Linked DNA regions of Anas platyrhynchos: region 1 is linked to region 2. The links are chromatin contacts, called in public Hi-C maps. All regions are on one chromosome and are shown on one strand. The core of a region is the stretch at or near the end of the contact, and the rest is flanking DNA. Distances in the headings are between cores, read along the strand shown. Region 1 holds the start of FAM161A (FAM161 centrosomal protein A). Region 2 holds the start of USP34 (ubiquitin specific peptidase 34).

What was found. Hi-C and Micro-C count contacts between places; a contact is called where the count stands out from the background.
Region 1: a Hi-C map of skeletal muscle shows a contact between it and region 2, with 2.3 times the contacts expected there. The contact joins the promoter of FAM161A here to the promoter of USP34 in region 2. A contact is called at or near these places in 2 of 8 Hi-C or Micro-C datasets (liver and skeletal muscle).

The regions. Positions count from the first base shown.
Region 1 is chr3:6,978,052-6,980,797 of IASCAAS_PekinDuck_T2T, forward strand. FAM161A (FAM161 centrosomal protein A) reads right to left here and starts at 1,304. Exons shown (of 6, transcript XM_072035250.1): 1 at 1,162-1,304; 2 at 56-309. The coding sequence starts at 1,233. It overlaps CCT4 (chaperonin containing TCP1 subunit 4), which reads right to left. Exons shown (of 14, transcript XM_038177696.2): 14 at 2,480-2,680. The coding sequence ends at 2,666.
Region 2 is chr3:6,844,081-6,846,780 of IASCAAS_PekinDuck_T2T, forward strand. It overlaps USP34 (ubiquitin specific peptidase 34), which reads right to left and starts at 1,326. Exons shown (of 81, transcript XM_072035233.1): 1 at 1,078-1,326. The coding sequence starts at 1,120.

The sequences.
Region 1 (2,746 bases), core at 54-2,553, 130 kb after region 2:
CTGGTGTCTGCAAAGCACTTGAGAACCTTCAGGTAAGAGGTACCCCAAAACTTACCTGCAACACCCATTAGAAGCAGCATCTTTCCTGGCCACAGCCACAGGCTGTACTCCTTTTAAATAGAGTTTATTCCGATACATACTTTCTAACTTTGCCATGGTCTCCACATGGGCATTCTTCAACTCTTCTAGCTTCAAGTAATATTCTTGATTGGAAGTGCACATTTTGGAAAAGTCTATCCAGTTGTCACTGTCTCCATGTAGAGGGAGGGTCTGCTCTCTGTCAGTATTTGAATCCACATCAAGAGCATCCTAGAAGAGATTTGTAAATTTTTCTGATTCTTAGGATAAAGAGCAACAATGTGTTTAACATTGCTTTATTTGTCTAATTCATGAAGTAGTAACACCACATAGATACCTGGATAAGGATTTTCACGTGAGTCACATGGAATAATCTTATTGTATAATAATTTATATCCTGAGGCTACTGAAGTCTGTCTCTGTAATCAATGTGTTTGTATCAGGAAATGAGATCAAGGATTTATCAGAAGAAAAAAAGCTTGGCCATTTTGTTAAAAAAAAAGAAAAAAAAAGCATAATCCTTCCTTGCTCAGTACATAGCTCTAAAAAAAGCCTTAAACCACAAACCGCCCTTCTGTGTCTTGCAGCATTCTGAAGTCAAGTCACTAGGTGCTGTATGAATGCTGCTTTAGCCATTTCTGTAACGCGCTGTGCCGTGAGCGGGATCTGCACAAGCTTCAGTTCAAACAGTGCTGGGCAGCCCGCCCTTGTGTGGAGGTAAGCATGCTGCATGGTGGCTCACCCTTCGGAGAGCTTGCACAAGTTTAATAACCAGTGCTGTTAAACCCAGGTTAGGCTGCATTAAAAAGGCTTCCTTTGCATTATGTTAAGCGCTGCTTAAAGAAGCTACAGGACCAGTTCCTTCACCTAAAAATAGCACAACAAATAGCATAACACCCTTCCACACTTTTTTTTTTTTTCTTTCTTTTCTTTGCATCATCCCCCACCCGCCAAGCCCCAAACCCTTCCCCCGGCTTTCGGCACTGCCCCTCCTCCACCCCTCTCAGCCAGCCGCGGGGCTTAAGGGCCCAGCAGCTCCCCCCGGCCGCCCTTCCCCGCTCCCCGTGCCCGTGCCGGCGGTACCTGGGCTGCCGGGGCCCGGCTGCTGGCGCCGGGAGGGGAGCGGGGCCCGGGGGCCGCAGGCACGGCTGCCATGGCTCCGGCGCTGGGGCCGGTCCCGGCTCGCTCAGGGCCCGCCTCGCTGCGGGGGGAGCCGGGATTAGCGAGCGCAGGCGGGGCCCCACGCCTCTGCCTCCGTCCTGCCAGAAATCCCAGCCCTTCACAATGTAAAGACACCCGTGAAAAAACGACGCCGCTGGACACAGCGCGTGGGAGTCGTGTCCACAATTGGAAGCTTGAAGCGATGGGCAAGCCCTCACCAGAGCTGGCACCCACACTGGCAAAGTCAGTTTGAGACGTGTTTGCTGTAAGTAATCCCGTTATGAAGTGTGATTTGTACGTTTAACTGGGCATTAAATAACATGCACAGAATGCTACTGTCCCCACTGATTGTCCCTTTAACTATATATATATATTCTGATTGTCATACTTAGCTTTAAATCATAGCAAAGTATTTGAAGAAACAATTTTTAAAATATTCAAAATTATAAACATTCAAAACTGTGAAATATATTTGACACAAACTCTCTTATTTGTACGAAACCTGGGGAATCCACGGCTTTCCTGGTAGCTGAGGTAGGGTACAGCTCTCCCTACTGAACTGGCTCACTTATGTGCACTGTGCTTGCTCCTGTCCTAATGCACAACTAATGCAATACTGCCTTTCTCAACAAGGGCAGTTATTTCCTTTAGATACTAACAGACGGTAATGTTTATTCTATGAATTCCTTCATAGAGCATTATTTGCATCAGTATAAAAATGTATAGTTGGTAATTTGACTTCTCCCTGAGTTTGTGTATATACACATGTACATTACTTGAGCTGTCCCGTTTCATTCCCAGGCTTTTCCTAAACAGAAAGGGGAGTTGAACACCATGACAGAAGAAAAAAAAAAAACAAAAAAACAATTAAGACTTAAATACTACAATAGAGTGCTGCACTGGGTAACCAAAACCAATTTTAAATAAAATTTAATGGAAAGATGTTGTAGGGTAGTATCAGAAACCAAAGCAGTCTCCAGAAGACAAAGCATGGCAAGGAAGGTGATAGTATTCTTACAGCTACAATTCAAACGTTGAACCAGATCTAATGAAAAGTAAGTACCACTCCACTGTGGATAACTCAAGGAAAAGCAATTCTACACTACTGTGGTAATACAGTGTAAGTTGTGGAAGTTCAATGGTATTTTCAGAATATATTTTTACAAGAGCTAAATAGTCTGGAAAGCAACGTTAAAAATGTTACCTTATTTTCATCAGAACTACACAGTACAGACTCAGGTAGACTAGTGCAGGTTTATTGATAACAACATTTCCTTGTTGAAACCAGAAACTTTATTAAATTAATGTGACAAAAGTACGTAAGCCTTTGTGGACTTCTTAAGACAATTCACACAGGCGCTTTTGGTGAGGAAACCACATTTCAGACTACACAGAAGGAACACGGTCCCAACTTCCATTATTCAGTTTACCGAGTGTTCACCTGCAAAGAGTTCACAAGAACATAAATAAGATAGGTAACAAATATATTATTTTTTAGTCACTATAG
Region 2 (2,700 bases), core at 76-2,575:
TGTTTTTTTTTTAATAAAAAGAAGAGAGAAAGAAGGCAAGCTCTACCCGGGTCCCGCTCTAGGTAGCATTCTGTGTTTCAGTTTATTGGAAGCGGCTTTGCTTCTAAACCCACTGTGGTGTGTGACCAGGAAAACGTTTACGCTGAAGATTTCAGATAGCCAAACTTCCCGCTAACCCCCAACTTCACGAGGTAAGTTGGTTAAATCCCTCGGCATCTCCCAGAAATACCGTTTGGGGGTCTTTGTTCAGGCAGCAGCTCCCCAGACGGCCCGGGGAGGGAGGAAGGTGCCTCGCAGCCCGCCGAGAGCCGCCAGCGGCTTGCAGGGGCCACACGAGGCCTACTGCAGGGGGGGGCGAGGGGATCTCGGCGATCTCGTGCCCCAGACGAGCCGGGGATCGCCGGGGGGCCACCTGCCGGCCCCCCCCCACGGCCCTCCCCGTTTTTTAGCCGGCACCTGTGCAGGGGGAAGCTCGGGGGTGAGCAGCAGGAGGGCACCCCCGAGGCGGAGCCCCCCGCCGAGCCCGGCCGCTCTCCTCAGGGCGCCGGCTCCCAGCCTCGTCCCTTCCCCTCGGGCTGCCGAGGGGAGGCAGGAGCCCTCGGAGCCGCCTTCTTTAAAAGGCGGCCGGCCCAGGCCCGGCCTCCAGCTGCCGAGCAGCCCCCGGAGCGGCTGGCGGGCAGCTCCTCAGCGAGCCGGAGCCAGCTAGGCCCCGCTGCGGCTGCCGGCGGCGGGCTCCGTCCCCGCCCGGCCCCACACACACGCGCACCCCTGGGGGGGCTCCTGGGCCAAACCGGGGGGGACACGGGGACAGGCCTCGGGGAGGAGGAGGAGGAGGAGGAGGAAGAAGAGCAGGGGGGAGCCGCGCAGCGGGCAGGTCGCCCCTTCGGCGGCCACCCCGCGGCCGGGAGGCCCGAGCCTGGCGGCGGCGAGGAAGAGGAGGAGGAGAAGGAGGAAGGGCGGGAGGGAGGAAGGAGGCGAAGCGGGGCCGTGAGCCAGCCCCTGCGGGGGCCGCGGGGTCCCGGGCCGGGCCGGGGAGCGCCGGGGGGGAGGGTAGCGGGGGAGGGCGGCCGCACTTACTCTCATTTAACACCTCCAGCAGCTCGGCGCAGCTCTCACACATTGTTCATTAACAGCAGCAGCCGCCGCCGCCGCCTCCTCCCGACCATTGATTGATCCGCTCGGTGCTGCTGATTGATGATTGATGGGGGCCGGGGCGGGGGTCAGCCGGGGGGAGGGGAGGGAGGGGGCGGGAAGGGAAGGGCAGGGCAGGGCAGGGCCGGGCAGGGAGAGGGGGGAGAGGCCGGGGCCGCTGTGGGATCGGGGAGGGGGGGATGGGGCGGCTGATCAATGCAAATGAGCCTGTGGCGGCGGCGGCGGCGGCGGGGAGGAGAAGCCGAGTCACTCACTGGCTCCCAGTGGCTCCACGCGCCGCCATTTTGCTGAGGGGGAAGGAGGAGGAGGGGACGGCGGCGAAGGGGGGGGGAGGAGGAGGAGGAGGAGGACGGGGCGCTCGGGCTCAGCTCGGCAGTTTCCGACCAGGCAGCGGGCGAAGGCGGCCGGGTCCCTCCTCCCGTCCCTCTCGCCCCGCCTTCCTCCCCCCGGGCCGAGGAGGAGGAGGAGGAGGAGGAGGAGGAAGGGGCCGGGCCGGCAGCCGGGGCCGCCGGGCTAAAATGGCGGCGGCGGTTGCGGCGCCTCGCGTAGCCTGGGCAGGGCGGGAAGCGCCGAGCCGCGCCCGCCTCCCGCGAGGGGGGAGCCGCGCCGCGCCGCTTGCTGCCCCGCTGCTCCGGGCAGCCTCGGCCGAGCCCCCCGGGCTCGCTCCGTGCTCCCCCCGCCGTTATTAAACTCTTGAGGCGGGCTGGGGGCCGCTTCTTCGGCCCGGGAGGGAGGGAGGTGGAGGGAGGCGCGGCGGGAGGGGAGCGGCCGCGGCCCTTCGGGACCTCCGGCCTGAAGGGAGCGCTTACCGCGTCGCGCCGGGCTCCAGCGAGCGCTTTGTCGGCACGCTGCGACGCGAGAAGGCTGCCTATGGCCGGGAGGTCCCTCGTCTTTTACGTGGTAGTGGCGTTTCCCTCTGGCGGGGCGAGGGGAGGAAGGAAGGCGCGGCGGCCATCTCCTTCCCGCCCAGCCCTGCTGAGGGGAGCCCGAGCGGCGGCTGCTGAGGTGACTGGCGGGAGGCGCCGGGGGGGCTCTTCCGAGCCCGGCCTCCCGAAAATAAAATACTCGAGGTGCTACGGTATTGTTACGTGCAAATAACTGCATTTTAATTTATTTTTCTTTACCTCCTGTGCGGCGGAGTTCTTGATCCTGGTGAAAGAGGGGCTTGCTGCCTTGGTAGACAGTGCATTATAGATGTCTAATGGGAAGTGCCGCTTCTATAGATAGCTGAAAATACCCCCATTTTCATGAAAAGGCTTTTAAGTTATCCTATAACGTAAGTTTCTTATTTTCTAAACAAAATTTCACAATTTATGCCGATTACAACTACCACGTAACTGTCTGTCAGAGACACCGAGTTGCCGTTTCAGACCTCCGAAAGACAATTGTTGGAGCGGCAGTTTCCTGTTTAAAAAAAAAAAAAATTTTTTTTTTTAAACCCACGAAATCGTGCACACGCGCACTCTGGTCTTCCCGAATCCATGCAGTTCGCAGCTGCATCGCGGTGGTTGCTGGTGGTGTGGTACCGCCCCGCGGCGGGCCAGTGCA